Regions from separate parts of the Zea mays genome. Here region 1 is linked to region 2. A link is a contact called in public Hi-C data. All regions are on one chromosome and are shown on one strand. The core of a region is the stretch at or near the end of the contact, and the rest is flanking DNA. Distances in the headings are between cores, read along the strand shown. Region 1 has its middle 31 kb from the start of LOC100193217. Region 2 holds the start of LOC100278920.

Region 1 (3,570 bases), core at 318-2,817, 200 kb before region 2:
ATATCTATGATAGAGATTTTAGAATTTTTGAAGCCTTTGGAATTTAGTAGGCAAGTCCTGATCATAATCAATTAAAAATATTAAATTAACCACATGAAAGAGTGGGCATCTCATACATATGAATTGGTGGTAATACATTTTATTACCATAAGGAATCCTAAGTTAAACTTGACCTCAAATTACAAATGAAAATATAAAATAGACAATGAGAAAGAAAACAATTTATGAAACCATATATTCCTCCCACAAATAAATAACAAGGAAAATAACAAATAATAAAATTGAACATAGTAGAGGTTATATTCTCAGTAGTATTAATTTCGACACGTGGGAAATTTGAAATTTGAATTGGGAGTTTTGAATTTAAATTGAATCTGAAACGAGAACCTTGAAATAGAAGAGAAAAATAAAAAGGAAAACACACTCTCGGACCCGAACCTCCCTTTGGCCCAGCTACCTCCGCGGCCCATTTACTATTTTTTTTTCTTTTTTCTTCTTCCTCCTTACCCCACGCTGGCTTGTCTGCTCACGTTTCCTCTGCTGGCCGCCTGGACATCGGAGGGAGGCACGGACGGACGGAGGGACTCCGCACCGCAGGCAGCTAGCGCTCGAAGGATGGATATGGATCCACAGGCACAGCTCCCGCGCTCGCTCAACACGGTGCCGCCCCGCAAACACGTCTCGCCTGGTCACCGAACAGCTGGCCCGCTCGGTCTGCAGTCACCTTCGTCTGTTCTTCGCAATGGCGGCTCGCGCACGCGGCGAAGCCCCGTATCGAATCCCGTGAATTCCGCTGCGACCGTTGCGACAGGGCAACAACCCCGCGGACTCCGCCTCGTCTGATGGACTTCTCCCCCGTGCAGCTCACCATGGTCGTTGGGGGATCTCCATACCCGCCGCGCAGAATTCGCCGAGGAATTCGGCCATACCGTTGCCTCGGCCATTGCTGTATATATAGAACCCTTGGGCCGTCTCGACCGATTGACTCGTTCCCTAGCACCACCCATAAGCCATCGGAGAGGAGAGTCTGGTGGACGGATTGCGGGGCGCGGTGGGCGGAAGTCTGACGCCAGTGGAAAGCACCGCCGTTTGAGGGTCGTCGTCGGTCGGGGAGCTTCGCTTCGGCTCGGTGATAGCTTCCGCGGCATCGACGTCGGGTTAGGTGCGTCCGGTGCCAACGAATTTTACACCGGATCACCGTCGTCCGCCCGTGAACCTGGGAGCTCGGCGTTGGGATTTCGTGCCTCTATAAATCACGGTATGGCCCCACCCTTTGCTCCATAATTGTTTCGGTTTCAATTAGGGCCGAATGCGTTTAGGAATTGTACCTTGGTCGTCGGGGCGTGAGTTCCGGTCATGGCGCTCCGCCGCGTCCGGGGTACAGTAGCTGTCGTGCGATGATTCAGGTGGGGAGGATGAGCTCCTGCCGTTCGATCCACATCATGCGGCTGCAGATTGATTAGAAGACAACCAGTAATCGCTGATGCGAGATCGAGCGGTAGAGAGAAGAAGCGCCGGTTGTCGTTGGATGAGAAGTGAACGGAGCCGATTAGAAGTTCAAATGCATTGGCGGTCTTTGGATCTGACCGTCGAATTGCGGATCGATGGTCTGAATTAGATTGGCGCATACCCCCTTGGCCACGGCTAAATTATAAAAGAACCCCTGCATTTTTCTTAAGTCAACCCGCAGTCCACATCCAGTGAAGAAACATCACGATTAAGTCCTAAAATTTATAGATTAGACCCTGATCTTCTGAAGAATAGTGTCCCCAGTCCAGTCAGCAAATAAAAGGGAATAAATCAATATAGGAAATAGGTTTTTGGTATTAAATTAATGTTAGAAACTTGTTTAATTCATATTAAATTCATTTTAACTTCTTTTTGGTATATTCCAGTTGCAATAATTTTGTGCTAATATTGTCTATCAACTAGGAACACTGTTTAGCCATGAAACATGAATTAAAATTGTTCATCTGAATTAATATATACCATGTACTTAATAACTCCAGAAATTCATAACTCAATAACTGTAACTCAGTTTTGACCCATTCTAGTTGCATTAGTCTCACAATAATATTTATTATCATCTTATAACTTTGTTTAGTCATGAAATATAGATTAAAATGTTGCACTTAGTCTATGTTATATTTAACCACGTTGATCTTCGGAAAACCATAACTTCATAACTGTAGCTCCGAATTTAGTGGTTCTTATTTCTATGATCTTGTTACGCAGCGTAAATTATTATTATGTGGTTTATTATTATGTTTGGTGTGATGTTAATTTTGCCTATACCATGCTTGTTTGTATTGCTACGACTAGCGCGAGGTTACGAGTCACCTGAAGATCATCCTGGTACCTGGAATCTCAAGTCCCAGGCAAGTTGTGCCCTTGATCACTTCTTTTACCCACTCATGTTCTAATTAATCATAATGATCTGCATAAGTTAATTTTGAAGGGACCTAATAGGTTCCCTAGTTTGTCTATCTTTATGCCTTGTTTACCACTGAACTTTTTGGGTAGTACTTGCTAGTGCTATATGTGGTTTTGGGCATTGAGATACACATTATTCATGATTATACTTTTGTTATCTGTTGTTATTTACTGTTCATGTCAAGATCATTAATGTTAATTGGAACATAGAGCTTAACTTGAGAAACACGTGCCACCACAAGGGTTTATGGACGCCCTTGGCTGATTAATTAGGAAAGCTAGTGGAGGATTACCTTACCCGAAAGGGGCAAGGGCAGTAGGGGAGTGGTCAGTGTAGGGAGGTCCTTGGTTGATTTTGCTGCGATGGCGGTCAGGCAAGAACCCTGCATTGGAGCTTCCTATAAACTGTAGCGGGTTTTCTGAAGCTAGTGGAACTTTGTAAAGGCCTCGTAGTGTTACCCTGCCTCGCCTCCTCGGTAGAGGTGTATGGGAAGTCGCGATCCCTTGGCAGATGGGTAACATGACTTGTGGGTAAAGGGTACCACCTCTGTAGAGTGTAAAACTGGTATACTAGCCGAGCTCACGGTCATGAGCAGCTCAGGACTCTCTGATGATTAAATTATGGAACTTAAATTCAATTTGTCATATGCATTGCATTGCGGGTGATGTTGTTACTTTGTTCTACTAATTAATTGGGTCGGTATTTACTTATACTTAGTAACTGCTAATAAAATTTTATCCAACTTTAAAAGCAATGCTCAGCTCTAACCATCCTCTTTGGTAAGCCTTACACTTCACGTGAGCTCCCACCTTTGGCGAGTTCATGCACATTATTCCCCACAACTTGTTGAGCGATGAACGTATGTGAGCTCACTCTTGCTGTCTCACACCCCCCACAGGTCAAGAATAGGTACCGCAGGATGAGGCGCATGGAGGATGCTGCGATGAGTTCGTGAGAGATCTAGGCCGTCGTCTCCCAGTCAACTTTGAGTTGCTAGACCGTTGTCTCCTTATAATGTAAATATTTATTTTGTATAGAACTCCTGTTATATAGTAAAATGTGACATTCGATCCTGTGCCATGATTCATCATATGTGTGAGACTTGGTCTCAGCACACCTGGTGATTATGTTCGCGC
Region 2 (3,616 bases), core at 515-3,014:
GATGAATAGGATAAAAGTACTCCTATAAAAGTCTCGACCGATGGGTGCACAAATGACTTTTTAATGAGTGGTCTTTCCACAAAGACATGCCAGTGACTAAAGCCGATTTAATAGATGTGCTATGTGATTACATCATGGCAATCTAAGACGATAAGACATTAGAGTAAGTGCTCATTATTTTGTCTATTTTATTTATACCAATTACGTAGAGTCTTGATATAAACTTTTATCATACTACATTACAGGATGACATGGGTGCGAAGTTTCAACCCTTTTAAAATAGAAATATCTATCAAAGACCTGCAGAACATATTAAGGATAAATCTAGATATGACTCAAAAATGTTTTGACATAGTTGTTCGATTGCTTGCCAATAAAGAGTCACATAGGCTGAAAGGTGAAATCATAAATAATAGAAAGCATTATATGGACATGCGCTTCTGGGTAAGTTTATTTCCAATCAAAACTGTAGTAATGTATAGTATCTACATCTAATCCCCATGTGGTCATGTATATATATTTATCTAGAGAATGATTGGTTTTGGCAAACTTCCAAAGTACCATGAGGACCCTACAACAGAAGAGTTAACCAAAACACTCGACTGTTGGCCATCAATGAACTATTATATCACGACTTGTAAATTGTAAGTATGAGTTCATTTCGAATGTATTTATAAAGGGCACTTCTTTGCAATCCTAATGACTGATATTTTGCAGGTTCTTATGCCATGGAAATTCAACGGTTGCTACGCCCTTTTCGTAATATATCATGGTAAAAACACGTCACTTTTATTGACTTTGCACCTACTCAAGATTGGTGTAAGCACATGCCATACAAGAGGTTCGCAGAAGCGATTATCATCGTCTCAAAGAAATATAAGATTGTCTATAGCAAGAAACGTATTCGATGGACAGAGGATATTTTTAAGTGGCAACATACAATTCAAACTGGTGTTCCAATTGACTTAAAAGAGTATATTTTCTTCGTACCATCTTCTTAGCAATTTCAAAATTTTTCTATGATTTCTATTGTATATAACTTAGTTGGCAAAACATTATTCTATATGCTTAACACCAGCTACCTTATCCTAAAAGCTTTGGCCATGTGGGGGAATGATAGTCGAATGAAATTTGTTAGGGTGAGTGGAGTACATTCCTTTTATATTCAAACATACACTCCAGTTACAAAATAATAAATTGATGTTTTGTTCCCTTATATCTTATGTGTGGGATGCAAAGATTCTTCAAAGAAATTTTATTATCAAACTGTTAAGTTACGAGGATAATTCGTGCAAATATGGCATCCCGACAAACATACAACAGAGGTTTAATGATATTGTTAAAAAAGATTAGATTAGTGTACAAGGTGTCAACATATTTACTTTCACATTATATATTTACTCTTTAGAAATTATTTATGCGATTCCATTTCAATCTATTTGGGTAGACATATTTATATCGTTCTGTAATTATGTTTAATCATAGATTTTGTCGTCACTATTATACTCACGCCGTCTGTCACCAGGTCTCTAAGTTTATTGAAGGGTCATAATTTGTGTTCCTCGCACGAGCACGTTTCTAGTTTCAATTTAAAGCATTAGTTTGAGAAATTGTTAGACTACTATCGCCTGGCTCGATAAGAAGAGGCCACGCGCATCACCTCCGTGCATCGCCATGGGCCACCACAACCTCCAGTCATGGCCCGTGTCCACTACGAATTCTGTCGGCACGGCAGACCGGATGGACCAGCAATCGCAGAAATCCGTTAATGCTAGGCCCGAGATCCACCGACCAATCCGTTAGAGCTCTCTACCCAGTTACCCACACGAAGGAATAATAGGCTAGGCCGCCGACCGCCGCCATCGAGTCCCACTCGCACGCCGCCTTCATCCCCCTGTGCAGCAGGTCCAGCCGGACGCTCTCTCCTGATCTTCCTCCGCCGTCTCCTCCTGTCACCCGCTTGCTTTGAATCCCTTTCTTCTGCTCCGCCATCGCGACGCGCCGACATGTCTGTCTTTCCCTTGTTCCTTTTTTCCTCTCGCGAATCGCGATTCATTTTATTCCTGTTTGTATGTAGTGCTATGTTGGCGTTCATGGACCAGGGCTTAGGTATTTGATGAATTAGGATGCTAGAGATAATATTAAGGTCATTTGTCACTTTGTCTATAGCTGAAGGCTAGGGAAGCTATTGTTCTGCTCAAGTAGCTCTCGATTGCAATACTGCCATTGTTTAGCCATGTCTGAATTAGACCGTGCAAAAGATATTATTTTGTGTTCTCTGGGCTTGGCCACTACATTTCTGAAAATTTCTCTGGTTGAAAATGCCTGCAGGACTGGGTCTTCTAAGAAGCATGACCTCAAATCTAAGCAAAAATTGGAAAAGAAGATTAGTTTTTACACAAGTAGGTGTGACCTTATGTTAAGTTGACGTTTCTTTTTCCGTTTTTCGTATATATGATCCTGATTCATAGATTCCATCATGCTGTTCCTGTCATCTGTATTTCACTACCTGTTTAATAGATGTATGTATAAGCCAGACATGTAGGTAGTATGGTGTTGAGGGTTAAAAGTTTGATTGTATGGAAGAACTGACTGAAGTGCTGGCTTTAGGATAAAGACAATGGCTTTTGCCATATCACTTTCTGCTTTATTGAACATATTTTCTTCAAGGAAGGGCAGTAGCTCTTCCAATTCACTAAAGAAGAATGTAAATTGCACCAGATAGTTAGCATAACTGAAATTTTCAGCAAAGTTAGTACTTGCGTGGCCTGCATTGTTCGACCTAAGTGGTTAGGCTTTTAGCGGTTAGTTTGTGGTTGCAATTCCCCCTCCCTTTCTACCCTGTATGCAGCAAAGGAAATAGTATTTTCATTCTTCACTTTTGATGATTTGCATAAAGTAATGTAGAAGAAGAGCTTAGCTTCATATATTGTGCTGAGCAAGTGAGCATACTTTATGAAATTTGACTTCTATAGCAGGACCTTTCTTTTTGTTGGACCTTTTATGCATTCCATTTGCATTTCCTTACCTTATTTTTGTTTTGTATAATACATGACCTATTTCATTTACCATGATGGAATAAGTCATGTGGTCAGCAGCAGTTGCAGTTTTGACTGCTGCAGGACAGCAGCAGTTGCAGCGACAACATGCAGCAGTCTTTTGACTGCGCAGGACAGCAGTAGCAGCAGTTTTTTGACTGCGCAGCAGCAGCAACCTTTTGACTGCTGCAGGACAGCAGCAGTTGCAGCAGGACAGCATGCAGCTGCAGTCTTTTGACTGCGCAGGACAGCAGTAGCAGCACAGCAGAGGACAGCAGTAGCAGCACAACAGTTTTGACTGCACTTTAGTATCTAAAGGACAGCACCTGTGTGCTGCAGCGTGTAGTGTAGTGTGTAGTGCAGTGTAGTGCAGCCCCTAGGGCTATAAATATGTGTCCCCAACCCCTCTAAGGGTATGGCATTGTGTAGTGTTTGAGGAAATAAACAGAAAATTGCCCCAACTCATAGTGTCATCCTCTTGATGAGAGTTAGAGTCCCTCTACTTACAATTGGTATCAGAGGCAAACTATCCTGCAGCCTAAACATCTCGTGCTCATCTCCTTCCCGTGCCTCTCCCC

Evidence for each region. A called contact is a pair of places that touch in the nucleus more often than the background predicts.
Region 1: a Hi-C map of ear shows a contact between it and region 2, with 2.5 times the contacts expected there. The contact joins the enhancer-like site here to the promoter of LOC100278920 in region 2. A contact is called at or near these places in 6 of 25 Hi-C or Micro-C datasets (ear, endosperm, leaf and 2 more).

Annotation. Positions count from the first base shown.
Region 1 is chr3:100,727,273-100,730,842 of Zm-B73-REFERENCE-NAM-5.0, reverse strand. No RefSeq gene overlaps it. Among protein-coding and RNA genes, the nearest start is that of LOC100193217, 31 kb to the left of the region's middle. Within about 2 kb of position 1,567, at least 19 of the 20 cell types and tissues checked have an H3K27ac peak or open chromatin away from gene starts, as enhancers often do. A contact at or near this core is called in ear, endosperm, leaf and 2 more, where this site is marked.
Region 2 is chr3:100,525,271-100,528,886 of Zm-B73-REFERENCE-NAM-5.0, reverse strand. It overlaps LOC100278920, which reads left to right and starts at 1,764. Exons shown (of 5, transcript NR_176394.1): 1 at 1,764-1,905; 2 at 2,332-2,402.